7 separate regions of the Mus musculus genome follow, and regions 1, 3, 4, 5, 6 and 7 are each linked to region 2. The links are chromatin contacts, called in public Hi-C, HiChIP or PLAC-seq and promoter capture Hi-C maps. All regions are on one chromosome and are shown on one strand. The core of a region is the stretch at or near the end of the contact, and the rest is flanking DNA. Distances in the headings are between cores, read along the strand shown. Region 1 holds the start of Eif4g1 (eukaryotic translation initiation factor 4, gamma 1). Region 2 holds the start of 2510002D24Rik (RIKEN cDNA 2510002D24 gene). Region 3 holds the start of Top3b (topoisomerase (DNA) III beta). Region 4 overlaps Abcc5 (ATP-binding cassette, sub-family C (CFTR/MRP), member 5). Region 5 holds the start of Sdf2l1 (stromal cell-derived factor 2-like 1). Region 6 holds the start of Abcf3 (ATP-binding cassette, sub-family F (GCN20), member 3). Region 7 holds the start of Ece2 (endothelin converting enzyme 2).

Region 1 (3,959 bases), core at 1,051-3,550, 1.8 Mb after region 2:
AGGTCAATTAGTGTTTTCCTGGGGAGCTGTCAACCTTCCTTTTTTAGAGAAATCTTTCATAAATATGCAGCGCACGTGATTCAGGTAGATTGGCTGGTTTGCAAATCCCTGGGCATCTTGCCTTCTCTCAACTTTCTTGGTGCTGGAATTACAAGTCCTGGTCAGCATTTATTTGTTTTGTTTTTAAAGATTTATTTTACTTATAAGTGTACTGTAGTTGTTGATAGACACACCAGAAGAGGGCATCAGATCACATTACGGATGGTTATAAGCACCATGTGGTTGCTGGGAATTGAACTCAGGACCTCTGGAAGAGCAGTCAGTGCTCTTAACCCCTGAGCCATCTCTCCAGCCCCCCTGGCCAGCTTTTAATGTGGGTCTTGGGGAGCAGATTCAGATTTAGTGGTTTTTTTTTTTTTTTGGTTTTTCGAGACAGGGTTTCTCTGTATAACCCTGGCTGTCCTGGAACTCTCAATTTGTGTTTGTAGACCAGGCTTTCTTTGAACTCTTAAGAGTCTGCCTCTGCTTCCCAAGTGCTGGAACTAAAGATGTGTACCATCACATGCTTGAATTTTTTTTTTTTTTTTTTTTTTTTTTTGGTTTTTCGAGACAGGGTTTCTCTGTGTAGCCCTGGCTGTCCTGGAACTCACTCTGCAGAACTCAGAAATCCGCCTGCCTCTGTCTCCCAAGTGCTGGGATTAAAGGCATGTGCCACCACTACCTGGCACATGCTCAATTTTTACCTGAGCTGTCTCTCCAGCTACTGATTATGGTGATTTTTTTTTTTTTTTTGGACTGGTTGTTTTCTGTTACTGCATATTGAACCCAAGGTCTCCCAAATGCTGGGAAAGCACATGACCACTGAGGACTCAGGCCATCTAGAGGATCCTTGTGCCCGCATTTGCCCACCCTGTAGCCTTGCTTTCTTGGTAGCACAGTGATGAAGTTTACATTATTGCCCCCCTCACTTAGGTCACCAATTCTGTGATATAATGCATGCTAGGAGGTAGCATGTGAGAGGGAGAAAGGCCAGTGGGAAAGGCTCTGCTACCTAACTAAATGCTCAAATGCTCAGTTCAATAGAGTACAACTCTTTTTTTTTTTTTTTGGTTTTTCCAGACAGGGTTTTTCTGTAGCCCTGGCTCTCCTGGAACTCACTCTGTAGACCAGGCTAGCCTCAAACTCAGAAATCCACCTGCCTCTACCTCCCAAGTGATGGGATTAAAGGCGTGCACCACCACAGCCTGGCTATTTTTTTTGTTTTTCGAGACAGGGTTTCTCTGTGTAACCCTAGCTGTCCTGAATTAGCTCTCTACACTAGTCTAGCCCTTAATTCACAGAGATTCTCCTGCCTATGCCCCTGGAGTACTAGGATTAAAGGTGTGGACTACCACCACCCAGTTCAAATTTTCCTATTTTTAAAATTTAAATATTTACGTGTATGAATGTTTTGTTTTCATATGTCTGTGCACTACATGCATATGTGGTGCCTTTAGAGGGCAAAAGAGGGCAGAATTCTAACGAATCAGAGTTACACACAGACATGAACTGCCTTATGGGTTATGGGAAGTAAACCCAGATCCTCTTGAAGAGCAGGCAATAAAGAGCAACCAGTGCGCCAACCATTGAACCATCTCAGAAATCTTCAAGATGTGGTCTCTCTGTAACTCTGGCCGTCCTGGAGCTTGCTTTGTAGATCAGGCTGGCCTTGAACTCAGAGATCTACCTGCCTATCTTTCTGGAATGCTGAGATTAAAGGCGTGGCTCGCCACTGCCTGGTGACATTTCCCTACTTTAAAGCTTATGGTAACTGATTCCCTGCCTTAGCCAGTCAGCACACGTACAGCTTTGGGATTCCTTTTTCCATTATTCCAAAGTTTTCATGTTGACTTTTGCGTTTCCCTAGGAGCAACTGATTTTTTTAAAAAAACAAAAGTAAAATTGCTTCTTTAGATTGCGGCAGTTTCTTTGGTGCAATATTGAATTTCCTTTGTTAATAGGTCTATCAAAGATCAAATCTATAGCATTTTCAGAGGCTGCATAATTTGCACACTACACTTACTAGGGCAGGACTGCTTTTTAGATTCCGCACTCTGAGCTCCAGGCCGGCACTTCACTTAGCACTCACGCGCTCAATAAATGCTTGCGCAAAGTATGAATGAACTAAAGAACCGCCAGAGCCTCAGAGGGGGTCGGCCTGGGAGTTCCAAAGTTCGGGAGGGGACACGGGGGCGGGCAGTGGGTGTCACGTGATGGGGCGGAGCAAATCCCATGTGCTTCCCCGGCGCCAGCGCAGCTCCGCCCTCTGCGCCGGTCACGTGGGGCGCTGGCTGCGCCTGCGGAGAAGCGGTGGCCGCCGAGCGGGATCTGTGCGGGGAGCCGGAAATGGTTGTGGACTACGTCTGTGCGGCTGCGTGGGGCTCGGCCGCGCGGACTGAAGGAGACTGAAGGTAAAGCCGCCATGTCCGGGCCCGACCCGGCCCCCCACCCCTCCCCCCGCATCCGCCGCCATCCGGGCCGGGGCCCGCCACCCTGCGCCGACGCCCCGGCGCCCCGGCTCCGAGCCTGCGCCCAGGCCCTACTCGCCAGGCCGATCCCCGGCCCACGTGTGCCGGGCCGGGCCCGGGTGGGGGTGGGGAGCAGGGCCCGGGCGGGGAGGGCGCTGGGGTGGCGGCGAGACAGTCACCTCCGCCCGGCCTGGGCCGCGGCCCGGCGCAGGCTGTGCGGCGCAAACCCGCCACCCCCTCCCCCTGCGGGGCCCGGGCGGCCGCCGGGAAGTGACACGTTGTTCTTTGGCACTGGCCGCGTTGCGCAGAGCTGGGAGGCGGCGGCGGCGGGCAGGGAGGAGCCCCCAGCCCCGCCCGGCGGCCGACCCTCGCCTGCCCCGAGCCGGCTTTCGCGGCGGTCGCCGCCCGCCCTGCTGGTGCGGCCGGACTCGCGCCCTTCCTGGCTTGTGTTCCCGGGCGGCCTCAGGCCTCTCCGGCCCCGCGCGAGTGCCCCGCGGCAGGCTTCGAACCCGGTGTCCCCGGGTGGGGGGTGGGGATATCACGGCCGGAGCAGCCGGCTTCATTTGTGATCCGGGAGCCTGGTGCCAGCAAGACCTGGAATTTCCGGTCTGGTTGGTCTTGGGCCCCGTGGAGCCAGGTTGATACCCCTCACCTCCCAACCCCAGGCCTTCGGATGCCCAGAACCTGTAGGCCGCACTGTGGACTTATTCTTAACCGAGGGGGTGAGTGAGGGGGCTGTTTGAGCAGGCAAGGGTGGGGTCAGGGTGTTGCAGTGTGCTGGTGGGGTCCTCAGGCTGTATGTTTTCTGTTTCTGCATTCACTTGGCACCTCCCTTAATCCGTGTTGGCCCTAGCTCTTGATACAACCTTTCCCCCAGCCCGTTTGCCATAAGCTTGGGTCCTTTCCTCGTTCCGAGCTCTGCTCTTTCCAACAGGTGCTGGGGGGACCCTAATGTGGCACCAAATGAAATGAACAAAGCTCCCCAGCCCACAGGCCCCCCACCCGCCAGGTCCCCTGGACTCCCACAGGTAATCAAGGCTAAATGATCAGGACTCCGGCGGGGTGGAGGTCACGCAGCTCCCAGTTTTCCCACCCCCATCTGTGTCAGGGCAAAGTGCAGCTGCCTGCTGCCAAATTGAGATAGGGCCCCTGGCTGTCCCTGGGGCTGTCACAGGGAGGGAACATGTGGACTGCTGAGGCTGTTACTACAGGTCTGCTCCCCATACTTCACCAGCTTGGGTTTAAGCCCCACCCAGGCTTCCCCTCTTGCTGAACTCTGGTCTCTCCCCTTCAGCCAGCGTTTCCCCCGGGGCAGACTGCACCGGTGGTGTTTAGCACGCCTCAAGCGACACAAATGAACACGCCTTCTCAGCCCCGCCAGGTGAGGGACTGTGGCTTGAGTAGGCTTGGGTGGGAACTGGGAAAATGAGCTGCTGGTTTGGGGCTAGTATG
Region 2 (3,719 bases), core at 1,061-3,560:
GAGAAGGACAGTCACTGCGTAAGAAGGGAAGAAAGCCCTAAGTCTAAAACTGTTGGCTGACTGGAAAATAAAAGATCCGATTGCACCTGGCTTACAGTTACTGGCTCTGACAAGTTCAGAGATACTCTGTTATTTATGGTTTGTTTAAAGTTACCTGAGAACTATCAAGCTTGTCCTGGATACAAAGCAGCAGAACTTGGAGGTTGTGTGCTTGATCTGGGGGAGAGAGCGCTGGGGTCCTCTAGGTGGTGGCCTCCTCCACTCCCTAACTCCAGCTTCAGGGCCCTCACAGCCTCAGCAGAGCAGCTCCCGATTCCTGACTCACTCTTCTTCCCCATGTCTGTTCATGGTGCAGTGTCTTTAGCCCATCATGGCTACTCAGGCCAGCACTTGAGTACCAGACAAAGATGGCCTCTGTTTTTATTTACAGTGACTCAGAAGGGATCTCATCCAGATGAAAGCGCTCTCATTTTAATCTGCTCGCTCTCAGTGAATTCCATGATGAAGCCAGATATGAAAGGCAGAATGAATACATGCTTGAGTAACGTGCCCCCGTTACATTTATTTTTTATTATTATTTTTATTTATTTTTGTGGCTTTTCAAGACAGAGTTCCCTGGCTGTCCTGGAACTCACTTTGTAGACTAGGCTGGCCTTGAACTCAAAAATCCACCTGCCTCTGCCTCCCAAGTGCTGGGATTAAAGGTGTGCGCCACCACTGCCCGCCCTCCGCTACATTTATTACCCAAGGTTCTGATGGTTTGTCTGTTTTTCAAGTGCTAGGATTGAACCAGAACCTCGTGAATATTAAGCATGCCACACACTCTGCCACTGAGGCTCCCCCATACCCCATTTTCTTACTGTTTTATTGTCTTCAGATCTGCACTTTGTATGATGTAAGGTCTTTTGACATGCTGATCCAGCTATTTAAAATTTGTTCCCTGAGAATAATTCTTATTGAAGAATTAAATAAACTGATTAAAACTCGCCTCTAGTTTGATATGGTATGTTGTAGATTGGTGGTATGGGCCACTAGCCAGAAGTCATAGGAAGGCCCCCTTGCAGCAGCACCCTACTTCATCCTGTCGTTAGAGACTATTTCCGAGACTTGTGGAGGCTGTAGGGATGGATGTCACTCCCTGATGCTTGGAGTGGAGCTGGTCAGGCCTAGCAAGGTCCTCATGGAGGGTGCACTTTCCCTCTATGTTTGTAGTTCCAGAGTGTGTCCATTTGCTCTTAGAAATATCCATAAACTTAATTGGCTCCTAACTCTGGCACATACATCATTACTGGCCAAATGTGGCTCTGGAAGGCATAAATGCTGTGGTAACCTGCCCGACCTGTCCTATGGGGCTGTCTCAGTTTCCCTAGCAGTAAGACAGCTTTCATTTGTAGGATTCTGTTAGCTAACTTGGTCAGGCTGGAAAGAGCTCAGTTAAGCACTTGTTCGTGCAGAGGATCCAGGTTTGCTTCCCAGCACTCACATGGTGGCTCATAGCCTGTAATTATAACTGTAACTCCAGTTCCAGATGATCTAAGTATATGTGTTGCACATACATAGTTATACACACAAGTGCACTAATAAAAATGTGACTGCATGTGTAGATAAGAGTACAGTGCTCAGGAGTCCCTTCTGTCGCCTAGAAGGATCAAACTAGGAGGGATCAAACTCGGGTCCTTGGTTCTGTTCACAAGTTTCTCTACAGCTGAGTCATCTCACCTTATGATCTCCAGTTAGGTTTTTTTTTTTTTTTTTAAATTGTTTTTGTTGTTGGGTTTGTTTCCTTTTTGAGACAGGGTCTCACTAATATATATATATATATATATATATATATATATATATATTCCTTTCTGGTCTAGAACTGACTCACTGAGATGTCCCTGCTCTTGTTTCCTGAATGCTGGGATTAAAGGTGTGCAACCCTGAGCCTGTCACTTCTAGGAGAACTTCTTTCACCCTTAGTCATCCTGCACTGCCTTCCTCCTCTCCATACACCAAATCAAGCTCACCTACACTCTGTGTATGCTCAGGCTACATACCTGCAATTTCAGTCCGCCAGGTGGGTTACTCAAGAGTTCAAGAGTCTGTACTTCAAAAACTGAACCACATACGGATTTGAAAAATAAAAAACTGGGAGAACTGACCAGAACTCCTGTTTTTTCCGAATGCTAATTAATACCTTATGTGACTTTGAAGCCAAGCCATCGGCTAGACACCAGGTAGTGTGGCCTCTGACTATCAGCCACTCAGTGCAGACGTCCTGTTTAGTGCGCGTTTGCTTGGAGCTCATTGGTTCATGTCCCTGTCAGTCACACGGGGCCTGGACATGGCGGTCGCAGGGAGCTGGCAGGTGAGTGTGCTTGGCTCCTGGGCTCCTGGGCTGGGTGGGATCAGGCCCTGGGGGCTGCCCGCGCTCTCCGCTGTCTCTCCCCGCAGCCTCCCCGGCCGTGCGAGGTCTACCGCGCCGAGTGGGAGCTCTGCCGCAGCGTCGGGCACGTCCTACACCACTACTACGTCCACGGCAAGCGGCCGGATTGCAGGCAGTGGCTCCGCGACCTGACTAACTGCCGCGAGTGGGAGGAGAGCCGCAGCGCCGAGGCCCAGGTGCGGGCTGGGTGTGGATGTATGCGCAGATCCTTGGGGCAACTCTCTCGTGTTTCTCTCCTGAGTACCAAACTGCGTTATCAACGAGACTTTAGACAGCCTCAGTTACGGGGTGGGGCGGCGCGGGGAGGGGGGCGCAGAAGGAAGGGAAGTATAGAGAGGCTTGGAGAGAGTAACCTTATAGCGTTAGAGTCATCAGCTTGACAGCAAGCTTGCCTTCACCCAGCCCTTGGGGATAGGACGGAGGAAGAGAAAAGCCAACGTGTCTGGAGCACGAGGGTGGGCTATAGAGGGCATAAGAATGAGTCCAAGAGCACCTAAAAATGTTCCAGTACTTGTGAATTGAGTTATCTTTGGCAGGTCAGTCTGGACCTGAGAGTGTGAAGGGTACTGTAGAGGACAGAGACAAGTATGGAGGCTGTTGCTGGACCTTTTCGAGGGAGATGTGAAGAAACCTCTACTTACTCTAGATAGCCATGTAGACATGGCGAAAGTAAAAAACATGGCGGAAAGCAAAAGACTGGAAACTTAACTGTCTGTAACTATATGTCAGCTATCATAAATTAGTGTAAGAAACAAAGATGTTTCTGAATAGAGAAATGGCCAGGGTCATGGAGAAGCAATTCACCGGGAAACTCAGAACACAGAAGCAATTATTTCTTTATTTTATTTTTATTTTTTTTTATTTATTTTTTTTTGTTGTTGTGATTGAGACAGGGTTTTTCTGTATAGCCCTGGCTGTCCTGGAACTCACTGTAGACCAGGCTGGTTTTGAACTCAGAGTTCCGTCTGCCTCTGCCTCCTGAATTCTGGGATTAAAAGCGTGTGCCACAACCACTAGGCTTCTATATAGTTTTTAAAGTACTTTTATTCTTATTTTATGTGTGTTTTTCCTGCATATTTATCTGTACCATGTGAATCTACTGCCTGAGGGTCCTCTGGAACTGTAGTTTCAGATGGTTGTAAGCTGATGTTTGAGTGCTGGGAACCGAATCCCAGTCCTCTGGAAAGCAGCCTCTAACTGCTGAGGGATCTCTCTAGTCCTTACAAGCCTTTTTAAAAAGTCTTTGTGTGTGCGAGTGCGTGGCATGCGTGTGTATATATGTGCACACATT
Region 3 (3,969 bases), core at 76-2,575, 2.0 Mb before region 2:
CCCTTGAGAGGCTGAGCCCCAAATAAGCAGATCTGTAGTTCACTTTAAATGCCTGGTAAAGGGGACAAGAGTTTTCTCCTTAAACCTAAGCCTCATATCAGACCCCAAATATGTGTGGGAGCAGTCACTGGGCCTCTTTAGATGTTCCTCTACCATATGTGAGCACACTAAATAAATCTCCTTCCTCTGCTTTTTAGTATTATCTCTTTTAATTACATTTTTATTTTCATTTCTTTTGTGTTCACATGGCCAGCTTGGCAGCCACTGTCTGCCTGCTGAGCCATCTTATAGGTTTCTTACTTGTCTCGTTGACAAGTTGGGGCTGTCATAGCCAGTCTTGGTAACAAAAGGATGGCTTAAAAACATAAGTTTGAGGCCAGCCTGGGTCCACAGTGAGTTCCAGTGAGTTCCAGGATGGCCTTGGCTACATAATGAGACAATCTGAATATATACATACATATATATATATATATATTTTTTTTTTTTTTTAAGACAGGATCCCACTATTTTGCTCTGGCTGGCTATTCTGGAACTCAATGTGCAGATGAGGCTGGCCTCGAACTCACTGAAATCTGCCTTTCTCTGCCTCCCAAGTGCCGAGATCAAAGTTGTGAGCCACCATACCAGGCTATTAAAAAACGGTATGCTAATAAAGTCATCAAAACTATTTTAAAACTTCCATAATTCTAATACTCTAAAAAAATTACATATTATCTTCCAGATACATTAACACAAGTAGTGTGGTCTTCAAAATTTTAAAAGGTGCTTTGTTTTGTTTTGTCTTGTATAGCCTATAGTCCCAAGCTGGAATGAAATTCACTATGTAGCCCTGAATGACCTCTAACTCGCTGTCTCAACCTTCTGATTGCTTGATTCCTGGTAAGAGCCACCATCCCGCTCACAGATGTTGCTAACACTGAAAAAGCCTGCTATCTGAAATGTTTAAATTATTTTAATTATTGGGCTGGTTAAGTGGTTAAGGACCTGGGTTCAATTCCCAGTACCCATATGGCAGCTCACAACTATCCCCAGTTCCAGGGAATTTGACACCCCCGCACGGATGTGCATATGCAAGCAAAACACCAATGCATATCAAATAAAAATAAACTTTACATTTTTATTTTAATCATTAATTGCATATTTTCATCAGTTCTCGTAATCATACTGACAATCGTCATTAATGTCTTCTCCGGATGATTTTTTGGAGACACAATGGAGACTTGGGGAGCCCCTGCTGCTCCCAACAGGAAGCAGACAGCAAGGCACCCGGAACTCACCAGCCTCGGAACTTGCAGACACCTTAGTGTCGACATCGGAGGGCAGATGAGGGGACGCCACAGACGGACAGAGCCGGAAGTGAGTTCGTGAGTGGCCACCGGGGAAAGCACAGCCGGAGCGAGAGGCGCAGCGGCACGGCGGGTGAGCAGTGGGATGCTGGCTGCTCGAGGAAGCGGAAGACGCTGGCTTTCCCCAGGCATTTCCGGAATGGTAGCAGCGCTCCGACCCGGGCGGGGGCGTGGGGGAGGGTCCTGCCCTGGCGCGGCTTTTTCGCCATCCAGCCCTCGCCGTGGGGCCTCTGGGCGGCGGTGGAGCCGCGTTTAGTGGGCAGTGGTCGCTTTTCCAACGAGCTCCCCGCGGCCCCGAGGTGAGACGTTTCCCCCTAGTTGAGGGTAGGGAAACCGGCTCAGGGAAGTTGTGCTGCCCACAGAGGCTCAGGCCTGCGGTTTGCGTTCTTATCCGAAGGTTCCACTCGCTGCCTCCCGGAGCCTGCTCTGTCTGGAGACCCAGGCTGTTCTCGGACTTGATCTCTGCAGATTAGGAGAAAACTTGGGTAAACCAATGAGCTAGAGTCGAGGGCCAGCTAGTTATGCATAGGGAAGAACGGATGACCTCTCTTAACCTATTTGGAACCCGGCCTTTGGGAACAGGACTGTGAAAAGCCAGGACGACTTGGATTTGATAGCCAGAGAAAGGGGGGAATTTTCACCGTTCGCCAAGGTCCCTTGTCGCTAGTCTGAATTGTTATGCACTGCGATTTATTCTGGCTTTTTAAACTAGGATGATGAGATGGCTCAGCGCTCTTACAACCAAGGTTCCGACCCCGGGAACTCACGTTGTAAAAAGAGAGAGCTGAATCCCACAATTTGTCTTCTGACCTGTGACCGGCAGCATGTGCGTGCCCATACATATCCACACACAAAATAACTGTTTATTTGTTTGTTTAACTTTAACTCCTATTTTATAGCAATGTTGGTAGACAGAGCTGCAGCATACTAGATACAAAGAAGGAGTTAAGAGACAGGCTTATTTTCCTGGATCTGTAGGTGATTAAAAGTCACTGAAGTGTTAAATTCTTAGATTTCCCATGCTTTGCTGACCCCTTTTGGGGCTCCTCAAGTTAAATCCACTACTACATAATACAAAAAGAAACCTCCATATTTACAGTGCTTTCCAAGGGACACTGATTAGTGAGGTGTGGCAAAGAATGGGCAGGTTGTCTTGCTATTCTCTCTTTGCAATCCACACCTAAATAGCCCTTTGCTTACCTAACTCCAGAATAGGACAAACTATAGTGTCAGAGCCTTGGCAGAAAAGACTTGGTATATCATGTAGGTTTATGTTAAGGAGTCTTATTTAAGTGATCATATATAAAAATTTTGGCTAGACATTTTGGTGTACTCCTGAATTCCCAGCACTCAGGAGTTGAAGATAGGAAGATCAAGGCCGTAGTGGCTATATAGTTAAGAGGCCAGCCTTGGCCACACAAGACGCTGTCTTTGCCCAATACACACACATACACACACACACACACACAGCAAAAGCTTAAGTGAATAGTGTTGTTTCAGAGTCACAAAGTGTGAGTGTGGTGTGTAGGTGATGCTTATAAGCCATCAAGTCCAGGTTTTCTCATTGGTTTTCACTTTGAAATGGAAGATGAGCCTTAATTAGGGAAGTCTTGACATTAATCACAGTTACAAAAGCTCTCTAGAGTAGAATCTGGTCTAGGTAAAGGGAAATGTTCCTGTCAAGGCCCTGGATTGTCTAGTTCTGTACCTTAAAAGAAGAAAAAAAAAATGTTTTAAACAGCTTATTGCTATGTAACTGAGTATAGCCTAAAACTCAAGCTTCCCCTGCCGCATCCAGCCTCGTGAAAGATGCAGTTACAGGTGTATGCCAGCATACTTGGCATTAGAAATCTTTTTTCTTCCTTTGAAATAGTGATAGAGCATTACAAAGTCCCCTTGTGCTGAAGTGCTAAAACTACTTACTTGTTTTGAGTCAAAGCTGAAGATAAATGTATATTCAAAGTGGACGGCAGCTGCATAGCCTGGCAAGTGGACGGCAGCTGAGAGCGAGTTGTGCCTTTCTATTACTGACCTTTACCTGGATATGTGACAGAGTCCGGCTAAGGCAGCGTGTCTGTGTCTGAAGGGACTTGTCAGTCTAGTCAATAATTTGGATCTTAGGTTGTAGAAGAGAAGAAGAGATACAAAATTCCCAAAACTTGGAAACCAGAGAGAAAGAATGCCTAGAAATAGAAGTGTTTGCTGGCAGTAACGTTAGGTGTTGCTGCTGTTGCTACTGCTGCTGCTGTTTTTAATGTGATGAGGTCTCACTGTGTAGCCCTGACTGTCCTGGAACTCACTGTATAGACCAGGCTGCCTTCAAACTCATGCTAAGAGATCTACTTGCCTCCTACCAAACCCAACATAAAGTAAGTTTTTGGTTTGGTTTGGTTTGGTTTTGATTTTAATGATATATAAGCATATTATTAGTTTTACAGGTAAAACTGTTGTCATGTATTCAGAGATTCATTCAATTGTGTTTGCTCACCATCTACTACTTCCCATTAGAGTGAGAAAAAAAAGTCCCTGCTGTCACATAGCTAGCTTATTTTTCAGGAGCTATAAGGTAAGAACCCGATAGGAGTCTATATCAGGCTTAGTAAGTACTACAGGGCAATATAGC
Region 4 (4,009 bases), core at 144-2,643, 1.6 Mb after region 2:
CACGTGTTCCACTATGTTCATAACAGCCTTATTTGCGATAGCCAGAAGCTGGAAAAACAAAACAAAACAGATGTCCCACGACAGAAGAGTGGATACAGAGGATGTGGTTCATTTACACAGTGGAGCACTACTCAGCTATTAAGAACAAGGACGTGCTGAGTTTTGTAGGCAAATGGATGGAACTAGAAAATATCATCCGGAGTGAAGTAACTCAGACCCAAAAGGACATGCATAGTATGTACTCACTAATAAGTAGATATCAGCCAAAAAATAAAATTAAAACAAACAAAAAAAACATAGCACAGAATACCACAGAACTCATACAGGTCAACAAGCTGAAGCCCAAGCGAGGATGCCTCAGTCCCACTTTCGAGAGAGAAGAAAGCTATCTCAAGTGAGAGGGAGGGAGGGATATGAGAGAGAAAGTGGACAGGCAGGGGAGGGGGGGAGCCTGATCTGATATTGGGTGAGGGAAAAGGACTGAAAAGGACTCATATGACCCCCAAGGGGCTCGTGACCCACAGGTTGAGAAGCCCTGCTTAAGGAGTAAGACCTGCCTTTATTCCATGAGATCTCAGGAGGCCCAGTGTAGCCACACCAGGAAACTAAACCTCCACCAATAACTTGATTCCATTGCAGAGACTTTTGTATCTAGAATAGGGCCCTATTTCTTTTTAATACTCTACATATGACTTTAATACACAGTCTGACTTTTAAATTACTGATTTAGATACTAAAACTTGTAAATGTTGGTGAAAATGCCTTTAAGATTTTCAGTTTTTAGCTTTGGAAAACAAAAACACAAAAATAGAACTTTCCTCATGCCAAGGTCAGCCCGGGTGTCAGTTCTCGGGACCCATCGATTTTCGTTTTTGAGCTAGGGTCTCTCACTGGGACCAGGCTATACAATCAGCCCCAAGGATTCTCCCGCCTGTCTCCCTCACTGCTGCTGTACCTGCTTTTACGTGGGTTCTAGGACTCACACTCAGGACCTCACACCTACAAATCAAGCACTTTACCAATGGAGCTTCCCACACACACCCAGGCCCTGCTTCAGGGACTTCTTCAAAGTCACATGACTTCAGCTTTTATAGGTACTTAGAATGTGTACCTACCTCTCAAAACCAAATGTAAGTATTTCTGTGACACAGCATAGCACATAAATCGTTTTCACAATGTTTGCTCCAGAAACAAAGGCATCTTAAAGATAGGTGCCATGCATAGTCAATCCTGTTGATTTTGGCTGGCTGTCCCACTGTTCTTCTGATGGCCCCACACACTAGGCTAAAACAATAGGCAGGGGAAATTAATGTTTCAGAGAACCCAATAGCTCTGCTCTGAGTCACCTCACTCCAGAAATACCACACTGGGACAATCAGCAGATCACAGTACCCTATCAGATCTGCTGATAAGTTCTACTGTGCCACACCCACGGGGAGGTGAGGCCACAGGACAGCCTGGCCTACACTTGGTTCCCTGTGAGGGACACTCATTTGTAAACCAGTCTTGCTTCAGGCGTTCATGAATGGACTTTGTCAATCGTGTTTTTCCACAAGTTCTTTGAACGACAGATGCAGAAGAAAATAATCTGCTATTTGGAAACATGTTTTTACTATACAGCCCAGGCTGGCCTTAAATTTGGGATTATCCTTCCACCTCAACCACACCCAAGCATGAGAATTAGAGAGGCCCAGGCCCAGCCAGAAGAAGAGTCTTGAATAAGGAAAAGCATACATAACACCTAAACAGCTAACTCCTTCCTTTAAAAGGGAAGGAAGGAAGAACTAGACAAGTTTAACTCTACTATCGGGCTTCAGTGTACCAGAAGAACCTCACGTCACCGTGTTTGAAACACACAGGTTCAGTCATTGCAAGGACTTGTAGAGAGGATGTCTCTCCTTAGCACTGGCCCTTTAATTTGTGATCAGACACAAGGCATGAAGGACAGCAGGTCTTTACTATGCCACAGAGCCAAGCTTTACTAAGAGTTTCACTGGCCATTTGTCATCTCCCAACTACTTTAATAGACACTAGTGCTTAGAACTACCTTAAAAACAGTAAGCTATGCTAGTGTCATGGCTCGCACACCTTTCGTTCCCAGCACATCAGAGGCAGAGGCAGCAGACACATCTGAGTTTGAGGCTAGCCTGGTCTACACAGTAAGTTCCACACCGCCTAGGGCTACATAATGAGACCGTCACACACACAAAAAGAAAGAACTACCCCAAGCCCCATCTAACAATTTTCTTTTCAGGTGGGAATCAGTGAGCTGTTGCTGTAGACACAAGCAGCTCTCACCAGCAACAGCACGACGGCCATCTCTCCTGGGGCTGTGGCCAGCACTGAGACTGGCATCTGACTGGAGGCCAGCTACCTTTTCATACCACCAAGCCTAAGAAACTCCAGGGCCTCACAGAGCTGATAGATGCTTACATGGGGGAAAGGGACTGGGGGCAGAGGCATCCAGAAGATGCACTGAGTTGCTGCAGAAACACTTATGCAGAGATATGAAATACTAGCTGCTGTCCTGCCCTCCTCCCTAAACCAGGCTGACTCACCGGGCACTGTTCTCCACTCTGAGAACATAAGAGCTAAAACAAAATCACATGCCTTTTAGCTGTAAAAGCTTTCAGGGTCAAATCCTCTAAAAGTGTAATGTCATACAAAGTATTGCAGGAAATGATTGCAGAGGTGGGGAGAGGTGATTTCTGTTTCTGATATAATCGTATGTGCTTCACACATTTCTGCAATAGGCTCCTATTCCTTTCCTAATAAGGTCTTAGAATAATTTCTGGAAGAGATAAGATTTACATCCTAAATCCCTAAAATACAACTCAAACTCATCAAGATATCTTGAGTAGCTAACTATGAAAACTCTAACCAATGCCAAGAGTCCATCTAAGCTTTAATAAAGATCCCTGGATTTTCAGAATGCTGATTCCTTACTTTCCTAGACGCAAAATATTCTAACTTGAAGGAAAATTCCACCAACGAGAAAAAATAATGCAATCACAACGGTGCATGAACTCTAGCTGATTTCTGGTTATTTTCCATTCTTCCTCTTGTCCTCCATTCAACAAGCTCATGAAAAACAAGTCACCCCGAACTTTAGCCTGATCACCAACGTGACCACATAAGTCAAGCTTTACAAAGCACCTGACAGCTTTATCTCACTTAGCTCAAACATGCAGTAAGTCCAAGGACCTAGCTGTATAGGTCCAGGACTTATACCTTCTACCTCCACGGTCTCTCCTTTCTCCAAATGCTGATTCTCTGTTCTCCAGCTAAATGTTATCTTTTCCTAAGGTCTTCCCTAAGAGAAGGACTTTTTCCTTGTTAAATTATATACATATATATGTATATATGTGTGTGTGTATGTATGTACATATCTGAGTTAAAATTCTACAGAAAGGCAAGCTCTGCCTCAATTCAACTGTGTCTGTATCAGATAGGTGGTGTGCAGCATCATACATGCATACATACTAAAGTGTGCTTACACGCTTGCTGACTTAGTCACCATTCTTTGGCTGTGAGGACATAACATGACCATGTCAACTTGTAAAAGAAATCATTCAATAGGGGACTTGTTTAACATTTCAGAGGGTGAGTCCTTGACCATCATGGTAGGGAGAGTGGCAGGAGGCAGCTATGGTGCTGGAGCAGTAGAGCAGCTGAGAGCTTACACTCTGAGACAACAACCACAAGGCAGAGAGAGCTAACGGAGAGTGGTGTGGGCTTTTTAAACTTCAATGCCCACTCCCAGTGACATACCTCCTCCAATAAAAAACAGTTCTAACAACTGGGGACCAAGCATTCAAACACATGAGCAGAAGAGGGTCATTACATTCAAATCAACACATTTGCTACACAAATAAAAACATCACACAATTTAAAAAAAAAAAAAAAGGACTAGGAAGGAGTAGCATGCACGCCTAGTGTGTGTAATGCCACAGGCTCAACAACACCACCAAAACCAAAACTCATCTGAGCTCCTGGACTTGGACACTCT
Region 5 (3,974 bases), core at 356-2,855, 1.7 Mb before region 2:
GCACTCACCTCCTGAGAGTATAAGGTATAGGAACAGTCACACAGAGGGCACAAGCTCCCCTGAGCTGCATGTCTGGCCGTCATATTTGCACCTAGTATCCTGGGGCCTCTGCTCCTTTTCCTGACCTTCAGCATTCACAGCTATGAAAATGGAAGCCAAGAGTCCTGCCCTAGCTAGGCTCAGCGGCACACGCCTTTAAGCGTAGCACTCAGAAGGTATAGGCAGGCAGATCTCTGGGGGGTTTAAGGCCAGCCTGGTCTACATAGTGTGTTCTAGGACAGCCAGGGCTACATAGAGAAATCTGGTCTCAAAATAGACTCTCACCCCATTCTTCAGGTGCATAGAGCCTCTTGTATCAGACTGTGTAGTGCCAACTGGCCTTACCCCCAAATTCCCCTCCAACATTTTCCCCCTGAAACTCTCCAAAGCACTGTCAGATTCTCCCTGCGTCCCTCCCAGACCAGCTGCAATGAACACTGTACTTTAGTAGGAACTCTTTCGCAGAGGGGAAGGAGTAGGAAGAAGCTCCCACTTCTCTTTAAGACCCAGCCCTGAGTTTCTCCTTCCTGCAGTTTCCTATTATCTGCGCTGTGGGTCCACCTCTGTGTCCAAATACGAACTAATCTCTCACTTCTAACTCGGTGGAGAAAGTTACTGGGGACAGGACCCAGAGCAGGAGCTCCATAAACTTCTGAATAGAAACTCCCAATTCACAGTAGCTGACACTGAGTCCCCTCTTGGGCCCCTCCCCTACATCCCTCCCTCTGTCTTTGGGTCCCTGCCCCACGCAGCCTCTGTGGGTTTCGGAACGGGGCTTGCCTGGTTGTTGGATAGCGGCGACGGGAAGTGGTGCGTGTGCAGGTTCTTGCCGGTGAGCACGTGCGTGAGCCGCACTGCTTGCCCACAGCGCACTGGGAGTCCGCGCGGGCACCCACCCTCGGAGCCGCCGCGAATCCGCCAGTAACTATTGGCATCGTCGGACTCCTCCACGCCGGTTACCGACTGTTGGCCGCTGCCTGAAGAGTAACAGCCCACCCCACCCCGTGGATTCTTGTTAATCACAGACCTCCGGACCCTCGTCTTGAACACTAAAAAGTTTCCCTCACAGCCCCTACCACTCTAGGATCCAAAGAGCTCACCCCAGCCCAGGCCAGACCCTAAGTACCGGTGGACATCGCCCTCCCCCTTCCCGCGCATCCTCGATCCCTCAGGCTTGTCAGTCACGACCCACAAGCGAGTCTAGACTCGCAACCACCCAGCTCCCTGACAACCCACAGACCCCGCTAGGACCACCTAGTCTCTAAGCCCTCCGCCCCCTGGCGGTCCCAGTCACCACCCCTGCGCACCAGATCCGTATTTGATGTCGTGTGAGTGCAGCCGCACTTTGTGGTGGGTGTTGAGCAGCTTCAGCACTGACCCGCAGGTCACTAGCCCGGCGCTGGCCTTGGACGCGCCCCCACTCCGCACTGAGAGCGCCAGCAGCAGCCCCAGCAGCGTTGGCCCCGCTACCCTGCCCCGGCTCGCGCCCCACATCCCGCCAGCCGGCCAGGTTCCAGCTGCTCTAGACCTCTGCGCTTCCGTCCTCAACAGCGGCCAATCCAGCTCTGACAGCGCCCTCCCACGGCAGCCAATCGTCTGCGCGCGCGCGTTCCTCCTGCACTGCTATTGGACCGTGTGCAGCGGCCCCACCCCCAGCTTCCAAGGAGGTAGCTGGAAAGGGGTTGGAGACACCAGGAGGATTTTAACTGGTCCACGCTTCCGAGGACCCGCCAATAAAGCAGTGGCTGCGGCGAGCGTCCCCGGAGAGGCCACGGAAAGCCGCACACCCGGGTTGGTTGCTTCTAGTCACTTGGCTCCCGGTTAGAGATCCTCGGGTGTAGTAGGTATAGGAACCCCTTTGACCCTGGACCCCCTAAACTTTAGTCTCGTGTCCCTCCACTCAGACCCCGGGATAAAGCTACAGGTTCTTATGTTAATTACGAGATTTTGTGGTCTCAAAGTGGGCAGATAACAAAGTTATTGAAATCTCCTGGCCCCAGGAGTTAATCAAACTGAATCACATCAGTTTCTGGACCCCATGGTTTTTTAATTCTCTTAGTCATGCAGCTACTTGAGTCATTTGGTGGCAGAATCCTAAGGTTGCTGGATGACAAAGCTGTGAGCCCTCTCTCTCTCTCTCTCTCACACACACACACACACACACACTCACACAGTGCTGGCGCGCGCGCTCACGTACACACATTCACTCTATCCATCCATCCATCTGTTGAGTATTCACAAAGGAACTGCCCCTCCAGGCTACATTACTAAGAAGCTGATGAAGCATGTACTTAGGGCACTAGCTAGATACGCAGTAAAGTTTATGTTTGCATTAAAGTTTATGTTTCCGTCTGCAGATGTAGCTCAGTTGAGTGAGTCCAGCAAGCGCAAAACCCTGGATTTGATCCTTAGCAAATCAACCCTCAAGTAGTGGAGGCAGGAAGTTCAAGAATAAGTCTGAGGTCATCCGCCTAGAGAGGATGACAGGCAGACAACATGTTTCTAAGTAAGCTGTGTCAGAATAGTTAGAATCAAAATAGAGTCATTTGTCAGGCCTTTAACCCTAACACACACATGAATATGAGGCTGAGAAGGAGGGGATCTCGTGCATGAATGTCTAACAAGAATAATTTACAAAAGGCTCAGCCAGAACTGCCTTTCACAAAGGACCACAGCCTCACACAAAATATCTCTGCTTACACTCCAGAGCCAAAATGGGGGAACCAAAAATTCTTTTAACTTTTATGGGGCCTCACCTCATGACATTTTATATTTGTTTCCGTCTCTCTCTCTCTCTCTCTCTCTCTCTCTCACAGAAACTTTTTAAAACAGTTTTTTTTTTTTTATGTATATGAGTTGTAGCTGTCTTCAGACACACTAGAAGAGGGCATTGGATCCCATTACAGATGGTTGTGAGCCACCATGTAGTTGCTGGGAACTGAACTCAGGAACTCTGGAAGACAGTGCTCTTAACCAGTGAGCCATCTCTCCAGCCCTTGAAGTGGAGACTTAAGGACTCTATGTGTCAGTTGCATTGGGTTGATGTTTTGTTGGAGCAAACATGTGAAGGAACGTTTTGCTGAAGTGGACATAGATGAAAAGCTAAGACAGACTCATGAAGGAACATTCAGATAAAAGGATGTTTTGCTTAAACAAACACATGAAAGGACATATGATAATGGATTCTCTGCTAATGACACACATATATTGGTCCATCTTACATTTCGTAGTTGAGCTCCATTTGTCAGGACTCCATAGAGAAAAGTGCACCAAAAAACTTCTGGTGGTGGTATGTCTCGCTTCTTGCCACTTCTACAGACTCTGCCAATTGACAGAGTGATGTCAGCTGAGACAGACTCACATGGAGTTTTGCTAAGACAGACTCATGTGCTGAGGCAAGACCCATGGAGGACACATAATGTTTACAGAGAGAATAAAAAGGACTCGATGGACAGTGATAGACTTGGCTTGCTAACGTAGGTAGCTAAATGCTTGTTGGTCTTGCCTCTTAGCTGATCTTCCCTCCCTGAAAGAAGCACAGCCAAGAGTTTTTCCTGGCACTCCTATTGGTCCTGGTCCCTTCTGCTGATTCATTTGAATTGGGCTGAGGTCTTGCTGTCCCTGCTAGGTTGTGTCACTGCACACTACCGAACTGGAGTGCTGGTATATTTGTAGCCATTTGTGATTGGATCCAGCTTCCACTATTGACCTGTGAACTAAACTGCTGATTTCTTGGCAACACACATGAGATTTGCTCCAAAGAACAATTTCTAAACAGGTTCACTTTCCCTATATCCTTTCTTTTCCAGTTCTGGTGGGTGGTAGGCTAGACAGGACTTTAAAGCATTTAAGAAACATCAATAAAAGTAAAGAGAAAAAATAGAGCTGGGCGTGGTGCCCAGCACTCGGGAGGCAGAGGCTGGCAGATTTCTGAA
Region 6 (4,101 bases), core at 785-3,284, 1.7 Mb after region 2:
CCCTGGAAAAATGATTTTGCTCAGCGGACCAGCTCCTAAGTCCTGGTGATCTTACCTTGCCTACCAGCACTGGGGTTTAGGGTGTGGGAGTAAAGATGTGCCTCACGTCTCAGGACTGGAGACAGAATAACTAACATAAAGCAGCCTGGGAAACAGGCAGAAAGGCCTGGCTGGCCCTATGATTTGGCACAACCAATGTTTTTAGAGTCTCTGATCTATATTTAAAAAAAAAAAAAATCCTGCCCTTTTTTCCCCTGATATTCCAGAGAGTTTCAGTCTTTCCCGTTGTTTTTCTACCATTGTCTCCACCCCAAACCCTGTATCCTCCTGGGGCTGGAGAACCCTCTCTGATTTCCTGATACATTGGCTCAGTTGCATAGCTACTAATGTCTCAACTCTAAAGTAAACTGGAAGCGCCTAAGTACATTTTATACAGAAAATAGACCACAGTGACTTACAGATACATCTGACTTTACTTGGGTACAAGGGATCAAACTCAGGTCTTAATGCTGAGAACAGAACAAGCACTTCTCAGAGTCCTTTCTCCAGCCCCTGGCCTGAATTTACTGTAAACTGGTTATTAGATCTAGAGGTTCAATTGCTGTTTTGTTTATGCGGAAGTTAGTACAGTCCAGAATGGCCTCGAACTCCCAAATTGCCTGCCCTAGTCTCCTAAATGTATTATACACATATGGGTGTACTCAGTAGCTTACTGAGACCAGAGAATTGAGTACTCAGTAGCTTACTGAGACCAGAGAATTGAAACAAGGTTTCAAATGGCCCCAGAATGGCCTGGAACTCATTTTGTAGCAGTGGGGTGACCTTGATTTTTTTTTTTTTTTCTCCTTAGGTTTTTCTCTTTAACCCTAGTTGTCCTGGAATTCTGTAGATCAGGGTGGCCTTGAACTCAGAGATCTGCCTTTTTCTGCCTCCTGAGTGCCGGGATTAAAGGCTGGTTCCATCTAAGTCCAGCAACCTTGAATTCTTGATCATTCTATCCCTGCCTCCTGAATGTTGGAGTTATTGGCATGCACCGCACCCAGTTTTATGAGGTACCGGGGATCAAACACAAAGCCTCAGGGTAGACAAGCATTTTACCAACTAATCTATAACCTCAGGCATGCTGATAGCTTTTTTAAACTTTAACACCAAGACTGGCAGCTCCCCATTGCAATAATGCTTAAGCTGGATGAATGGGCAGTCGAGTGTTGTCACATGCCTTTAATTCCAGCACTTTGGCGACAGGCAGGAGGTTCAGTTCTTAAGTTAGCTTAGGCTCTCTAGAGAGATTGTCTCGGAAATATAAACGGGTGTAATTTGAGCGCATTGGAATAAAGTTGTCTAATTTTGCAAATTGAGTGTGTGTGTGAGGTGTATCTTTTACAGACACTTGAGATCTGCTTTGTCTGTAGACCCAGGATAAACAATGAACTTATAAAAGGGCTTGTTCAGGTTTTCTGGCAGTGGGTGATGTGCCTTGGGGTGGCAGAACTTCATTCTCAATGACCCAGTTGAACACCTATGAAGTGTGAAGGAACTGAGGACAGAGCAAAGAGGCAAGCAGAAGTGTGCTCCTCACCCAGCTGATTCAACTAGCAGGACTAATTGAAACTGATCCACTCTGGACCGAGAGTTGGCGTGAGTCAGCAAAACGCCAAAGGTGGGCGAGCAGCAGCATGCGCCTGCGGGGAAGGTATCCAAGCTGTAAAGCGACCCCCTCCCACGTTAGCCCGTGTCTAGGCATTTCTCCCCTCGCAACACCTCCCGTGCTCCCCACTACGATAAGCCTCGGGCGATCCTGCCACGCCCCTCGATACAACCTCCACTTTCCAGAAGGCAGCGAAAACCCGCACAGGTGGTAGACGTAGACGGGAAACTGGAACCGCGCAGGCGCGGAAGCTGCCACGCCTGCTGGACTCCGCGGCGCTTGCGTCCCGTTCTACTAGACCCGCCCCCTGGACTCACGCAGACTCTGCTTTCTTACGTCAACCCTGCGCATGCTCCTTGGGATGAGGGGTGCGATTTCGGGGTGGGGAGGAAGGGCAGGGAGGCGGTCCTAGGCCCAAGTCTCACCACGACTGCGCAGATTGGATCCCGAGTGAACATGGCGACTTGCGCTGATATCCTGCGAAGCGAGTTCCCTGAAATTGACGGGCAGGTCTTCGACTACGTGACCGGTGAGCGAAACTGAATTAACTGCCTGGGGAGGCCGAAGTGGAGGTTGTGGGGAAAGACTGAGGGCGGACAGTGCAGCAGACCGCTATCTGGTCTCTCTGCGTGACCTCTTATCTTGAGGGCCAGTGGGGTCTGGTGCCCCGAGTGAGCTGTACAGACACTGAAACTGCTCCTATATCCGCCCTACCCGTTGTCTGTCTTGTTCTGCGGTACCCGGCTCAGGTGTCTTGCACAGTGGCAGCGCGGATTTCGAGTCTGTGGATGACCTGGTGGAAGCTGTCGGGGAACTATTGCAAGAAGTGTCCGGGGACAGCAAGGATGACGCTGGCATTAGGGCTGTCTGTCAGCGCATGTACAACACTCTACGCCTGTAGGTGCCAAGGGAATGAAGTTGATGGGCAAAGAGAGGAGAATGGAGAACAAACGAGGGGGAAGGTCTGAAGGCTGTAAATCTTTTCTCCCAAGTGAGTGCTTTCTCTCTACCTACATAGGGCTGAACCGCAGAACCAGGGAAACAGCCAGGTGCTACTGGACGCCCCCATCCAGTTGTCGAAGATAATGGAAAACTATGGTGAGAGTGAGGGGAGATTGAACTAGCTGCCTTCTGCCTCCACCCCCAGCCACCACCTCGCTGCAGCTCAGGTCTCTCCATCTCAACAACAAGGCTTGTAGGAGCTAGCGGTATTTTTGTGACCATAAAAGCTTGTGATGGAGAACGGGGCCTGGAGGGCTCTCCAAGCTATTGTCTGTAGTAGGAGGCATACAGACCTTGAAGCTGGTTTTGCCAGTTTCGTACCTTAACCAACAGCGTGGTCTTAAAAGAGTACATTGGGCTCTTCTTAAGTGTGAGATCGTTTTGCCCTTTACTTCAAGGCTAATAACTGTCCATTTCAGTGTTATAATGCTATCTTTAAAACTATCCTTGGTTCTTGTTAGTCATTCAAAGTCTTCATTTCCCTTCTCTCATGGAGAAGGTGACTGCTTTTCTTATCACTTACAGACTGTGACACCAAACTTCCAGGACTGCTAAAGAGGGAACAGTCCTCGGTGAGAAGTGGGAAGGGGCTGTGGTGGGTGTGAGAGTTGACCGTCTACTGAATAGTGGGTGTATCTTTGGGCGAGATTTCTGGTGTGTCTTTCCCTGCGTGTTTGCTTATGTAGCGTCATGGGTAAGTTTAAGGGTTTGTTTGCAGTAATCTCTGGAGTTCCTTTTTGAACCTGTACCCTAGTATGAACTGGTTGTGTTTGGAATTCACTCAGACAGTAAATGCGAAGAAACTAGAGAAGGCTGAAGCTCGACTGAAGGCAAAGCAGGAGAAGCGTTCAGAGAAGGAAACACTGAAGACCAGCAACCCTCTGTGAGTTTGGGAAGAAGGGCTCTAAGCAGGAAGCAGGGCAGATTCTGGTATTGAAGGACTTTCGGGAGCCCTAAAAGCTGTCTGTTTCTCTTTTAAAAAGAGTCTTGGAGGAGGCGTCAGCTAGCCAGGCAGGCAGCAGAAAAGAGAGTCGATTGGAATCATCTGGCAAGAACAAGTCCTATGATGTGCGAATTGAGAACTTTGATGTCTCTTTTGGTGACAGGTGAGGGAATGGCCAGTGGCAGGATCTTTCTAATTAAAGGAGAAGGAGCTGTGTTTCTAGATGATTCTTCATCTCTCTTTCTTACCACCCCTTCAGGGTACTGCTGGCTGGAGCAGATGTAAACTTGGCATGGGGCCGACGCTACGGCCTGGTGGGACGCAATGGTCTGGGGAAGACGACATTGCTAAAGATGCTGGCTACCCGGAGCTTGCGTGTCCCAGCCCATATTTCCCTACTGCATGTAGAGCAGGAAGTTGCTGGAGATGACACTCCTGCCTTGCAGAGTGTGCTGGAAAGTGACACCGTACGAGAGGACCTGCTACGGCAGGAACGGGAGCTCAGCCT
Region 7 (3,653 bases), core at 81-2,580, 1.8 Mb after region 2:
GGCCAGGCTGGCCTTGAACTCAGAGATCCAACTGCCTCTGCCTCCCCAGTGCTAGAATTAAAGGAGTGTGCCACCACTGCCTAAATACTACTCTTATTTCCATTTTACAGATGGGGAAACTGAGTCTAAACCCAGAATTGTTCATCCTAACAGTGACACTGTGCTCTGTCTTGTTTGAGAACATGCAATTTGGGGATGGAACAGTTCCTAAGAAAGCAGTCTAGCACTTCTCAGCCAAATCCATTCATCTTGCATCGTTTCTCAGTCTCAAGAATAGCCCACGCTAGCACCACTTGCAATAAGATGTCTGAGAACTTAGGTGTGAATCAATAAATGAGTATCCATTGCCACTCACTACTTAAGGCTGCCTCAGATCACGGTTTGGTATTCTCCTGGTTAGGGAGAGGAAGAGGAGGCAATGCTTTGGTGTCCCCGTTCCCTCCGCAGCACTGTAAAAAACATGAGGCACTCCTTGGCGCAACAGACTGTAACACTCGCCTGCCTGTTTAAGGAATGACAATATGGAAGGCAGATGGTGATGCATGGATACCACACTGTTGCGTTTCAGTTAAATATTGCTTGGTGATTTTTTTTTTCCCTCTTGTAAACCTCCCAAATAAAATCGCTTGCCTTCCTGAGTTGGAAGTGTTAGCATGTCTTTTCTTTAAATATCTGTGCATGGCTGTTTTTTTCCCTGCCAATTTGTCACCATCTGTAACCCTCCCTTTATGAGATGATCCGATGACGGCAATTATCTTGGAGAGTGAAAGTGCCATCTTGAAGCAATGTGTAAGAGCGGCATTAGTGTGAGCTGTGTGTATAGTGCATGCTGCCGTAACACTTGGTATGTGCTTGTGTGTATCCCCAATGACAGTGGGCTTTTCTGTATATACATTGTGAAAATTCAGAATAGTTGCTTTAGAGTTTCTTTGTGCTTGGAGCCTTGTGCTGTTGTAGATATCCTATGGACACCTGTATAGAGGTGAACTGCCTGTGGTTTCCTGCTGTAAAAAAAAAAAAAAAAAAAAAAGACCCTGCAGACATTCTGCTAGGTAAAGGGGTTCCTCTCTGGGACATAACTCCTCTATGGTGTTTAAAAGTATTGAAGGCCTGAAATTTGGAAAGTCCGGGTTAAAAAAAAAAATTAGCAATGATTGGGCCTCAACCAAATGGAAGCAAATTATGGGTGGCTTGCCTGAGGGGCTCTCAGGCTTGATGGAGAGCAGCGGTTGCGCGGAACGTGGTCTGGGCGCGGATGCTGGCGGGGAGCCGCGCGCGCTCCGCCCCTCCCCCTCGCTCCCACCCCCGGGCGCGCCGCTGGGTCGGGGAGACCTGAGAAAGCCGGGCCGCCGCGGCCAAGCCAGGGGCTGCAGCAGTGACTGTGATGGAGGGCAGCGGCGGGGTTCAGCGGGTGGCCTGGGCCGTAGTTCCTGGGCGGGTCAACCTCGCCCAGCCCTAAGGCGCGGCCCGGCCTTGCTCCACTCCACCATGAACGTCGCGCTGCACGAGTTGGGTGGCGGAGGCAGTGTGAGTGATGGCCCTGGACTCCAGGGGAGAGGACCCGGGTGGAGAGGGCACAAAGTGTGGAGGGGCGGGTGTGAGTGAACTGGCAGCGTCTGGCTGGGACCCCGGCTTGCCTCGGTGATGGCGCTTCTTCTGCGGGTTGGAGAGGGATGGTGTCAGAGGGGACCCTAGTCTGAGAGTCTGACACCCGGGGAAGGTCCCTCTGTGCATGAAAGGAGGAAGCCGGTCCAGCGAGGGACACCCGAGCAGGGCCTTGGGCAGAAGGCCTAGCTGCCCAACCTCAGTTGGTGCTCCGAACTGTTTGCAGATGGTGGAGTACAAACGTGCTAAGCTTCGGGATGAAGAATCACCAGAGATTACAGTTGAAGGCAGGGCCACCCGGGACTCACTGGAGGTGGGCAAAGGGGTTCCCCTTTTCTCATCAGGCCTCACCTTTGGCATGATGCCTGCCTGCAGTAACCATGTGGCTGTTCTAGTGGGTCGCTTGTCCTGGTTTCCACTCCATCTCTGGCCTCTGCGCCAGGACTGTAGTGAGGCATTTCAAAGCCATGACGTTGCACAAAACAGGCTCCACCTGCCTCTTTGCTTTTGGGCCCGAAGTTAACCCCCACTCGCTATTTGCTCCATCACTCTGGAAACTGGCTGTACCTTCTTCATATCTTTATTTTCTGGGAGGACTTCTGCGATATTGGGTCCTTGCGATGCAACTCAATTGCGCCTGTCCTGTGTTCCCCAGGTGGGATTCCAGAAGAGGACAAGACAACTGTTTGGTTCACACACACAGTTGGAGCTGGTCTTGGCAGGCCTCATTCTAGTGTTGGCTGCCCTTCTTTTGGGCTGCCTCGTGGCTCTGTGGGTCCACAGAGGTAGGTGGGTTCACACCTGTTGGCAGCCCTCACAGCTAAGGGGGGCCAAAACCTGAAAGTCCTCTCAATATTTTTCTTTTTGGGGCTAGCCTTTCCAACTTCCTGCTGTCATCGGCTTCTCAAAAGGTTTTGCTTCTTCCACCCCGATTGATAGTCTCCTGCCTTCTGCCATGTCTCTTGCCACAGACCCAGCCCATAGCACCTGCGTCACAGAAGCCTGCATTCGAGTAGCTGGAAAAATCCTGGAGTCTCTAGACCGTGGGGTGAGCCCCTGTCAGGACTTTTACCAGTTCTCCTGTGGAGGCTGGATTCGAAGAAACCCTCTACCCAATGGACGTTCTCGCTGGAACACCTTCAACAGCCTCTGGGACCAGAACCAGGCCATACTGAAGCACCTACTTGGTGAGTGAAGACTGTCAATCGAAAGCTTCCTGTCTGACACATGGTCCAGCACTTAGTAGGTACTCAATAAATATTCACAAGTTCAGAATTAGGTGGGTCATTCTGTGAAGCTCTTGAGGGAGGGTATGCAGAGAGCAGGAAAGCTTAGTAACTGGAGGTGGGCTAGATGGGGCAGAATAACAGGGGCTCCTTTGAGGGTATCCACAGACAGGAGGGAAAGCCACAATTTGCTCTTTCCGTCTCCCTGAGTGGTGTGCACCTTTAACCCCAGCACAGGAGGTAGAGACAGATGGATCGCTATGAATTCTAAGCCAGCCTAGTCTATAGAGTGAGTTTTATGACCAGGCTACACAGTGAGGCCCTGTTTCAAAATCCCCAAACTCAGCCAGGAGGCAGAAATAGGTCAATCTCTATGAGTTTGAGGCTAGCCTGGTTTAAATAGTAAGTTCCAGGCCAACCCCAGGCTATACAGTGAGACTTCTTCTGAAAGGGGTTGGGAGAAGAACCTGGGGGTTTTTTTTGGTTTTGGTTTTGTTTTTGTTTTTATTTTTGTTTTTGTTTTTCGAGACAGGGTTTCTTTATATAGCCCTGGCTGTCCTGGAACTCACTTTGTAGACCAGGCTGGCCTCAAACTCAGAAATCAGCCTGCCTCTGCCTCCCAAGTGCTGGGATTAAAGGCATGTGCTACCATCACCCGGCTCGCCTGGTTTGTTAATGTATGTTGATAATTCCAACTATGCAGGAGACTGAGGCAGGAGGTTGGAAAGTCAAAGCAAGCATGGCCAACTTATTTTTTTTTAAAGATTTATTTATTATTATACATAAGTTCACTGTAGCTAACTTCAGATACACCAGAAGAGG

The links. Promoter capture Hi-C pulls out the DNA fragments that hold promoters and counts their contacts. Hi-C and Micro-C count contacts between places; a contact is called where the count stands out from the background. HiChIP or PLAC-seq counts read pairs in DNA pulled down with a chosen protein or histone mark.
Region 1: a contact with region 2 is called in an H3K27ac HiChIP or PLAC-seq map of extraembryonic endoderm stem cells, with 8 times the contacts expected there. The contact joins the promoter of Eif4g1 here to the promoter of 2510002D24Rik in region 2. A contact is called at or near these places in 6 of 39 promoter capture datasets (the C10 cell line, cranial neural crest, hippocampal neurons and 2 more) and 1 of 115 datasets of contacts at active chromatin or transcription factors (extraembryonic endoderm stem cells).
Region 3: a contact with region 2 is called in a promoter capture Hi-C map of hippocampal neurons, with 4 times the contacts expected there. The contact joins the promoter of Top3b here to the promoter of 2510002D24Rik in region 2.
Region 4: a contact with region 2 is called in a promoter capture Hi-C map of the C10 cell line, with 5 times the contacts expected there. The contact joins the enhancer-like site here to the promoter of 2510002D24Rik in region 2. A contact is called at or near these places in 5 of 39 promoter capture datasets (the C10 cell line, cranial neural crest, embryonic stem cells and 2 more) and 1 of 115 datasets of contacts at active chromatin or transcription factors (embryonic stem cells).
Region 5: a Hi-C map of B cells shows a contact between it and region 2, with 5 read pairs. The contact joins the promoter of Sdf2l1 here to the promoter of 2510002D24Rik in region 2. A contact is called at or near these places in 2 of 39 promoter capture datasets (hippocampal neurons and liver) and 1 of 484 Hi-C or Micro-C datasets (B cells).
Region 6: a contact with region 2 is called in a Hi-C map of B cells, with 9 read pairs. The contact joins the promoter of Abcf3 here to the promoter of 2510002D24Rik in region 2. A contact is called at or near these places in 3 of 39 promoter capture datasets (the C10 cell line, cranial neural crest and hippocampal neurons), 1 of 484 Hi-C or Micro-C datasets (B cells) and 2 of 9 other capture datasets (adipose tissue and liver).
Region 7: a promoter capture Hi-C map of hippocampal neurons shows a contact between it and region 2, with 6 times the contacts expected there. The contact joins the promoter of Ece2 here to the promoter of 2510002D24Rik in region 2.

Annotation. Positions count from the first base shown.
Region 1 is chr16:20,670,427-20,674,385 of GRCm38.p6, forward strand. It overlaps Eif4g1 (eukaryotic translation initiation factor 4, gamma 1), which reads left to right and starts at 2,301. Exons shown (of 33, transcript NM_145941.3): 1 at 2,301-2,450; 2 at 3,442-3,535; 3 at 3,802-3,888. The coding sequence starts at 3,476.
Region 2 is chr16:18,834,270-18,837,988 of GRCm38.p6, forward strand. It overlaps 2510002D24Rik (RIKEN cDNA 2510002D24 gene), which reads left to right and starts at 2,311. Exons shown (of 3, transcript NM_001033164.2): 1 at 2,311-2,350; 2 at 2,437-2,604. The coding sequence starts at 2,327. It overlaps Ufd1 (ubiquitin recognition factor in ER-associated degradation 1), which reads left to right. Exons shown (of 12, transcript NM_011672.4): 12 at 1-992. The coding sequence ends at 41.
Region 3 is chr16:16,869,411-16,873,379 of GRCm38.p6, forward strand. It overlaps Top3b (topoisomerase (DNA) III beta), which reads left to right and starts at 1,326. Exons shown (of 18, transcript NM_011624.3): 1 at 1,326-1,645.
Region 4 is chr16:20,412,853-20,416,861 of GRCm38.p6, forward strand. All of the region lies in intron 2 of Abcc5 (ATP-binding cassette, sub-family C (CFTR/MRP), member 5), which reads right to left. Among named protein-coding and RNA genes, the nearest start is that of Abcc5, 12 kb to the right of the region's middle. Within about 2 kb of position 1,394, at least 70 of the 459 cell types and tissues checked have an H3K27ac peak or open chromatin away from gene starts, as enhancers often do.
Region 5 is chr16:17,130,778-17,134,751 of GRCm38.p6, forward strand. Sdf2l1 (stromal cell-derived factor 2-like 1) reads right to left here and starts at 1,606. Exons shown (of 3, transcript NM_022324.3): 1 at 1,347-1,606; 2 at 820-1,016; 3 at 1-11. The coding sequence starts at 1,533.
Region 6 is chr16:20,546,569-20,550,669 of GRCm38.p6, forward strand. It overlaps Abcf3 (ATP-binding cassette, sub-family F (GCN20), member 3), which reads left to right and starts at 2,035. Exons shown (of 21, transcript NM_013852.2): 1 at 2,035-2,177; 2 at 2,398-2,545; 3 at 2,667-2,746; 4 at 3,176-3,222; 5 at 3,436-3,533; 6 at 3,634-3,756; 7 at 3,853-4,101. The coding sequence starts at 2,105. It also overlaps the pseudogene Gm15760.
Region 7 is chr16:20,628,521-20,632,173 of GRCm38.p6, forward strand. Ece2 (endothelin converting enzyme 2) reads left to right here and starts at 1,331. Exons shown (of 19, transcript NM_139293.2): 1 at 1,331-1,527; 2 at 1,832-1,918; 3 at 2,261-2,390; 4 at 2,577-2,792. The coding sequence starts at 1,489. Eef1akmt4-ece2 (Eef1akmt4-Ece2 readthrough) reads left to right here. Exons shown (of 20, transcript NM_177941.1): 3 at 1,832-1,918; 4 at 2,261-2,390; 5 at 2,577-2,792.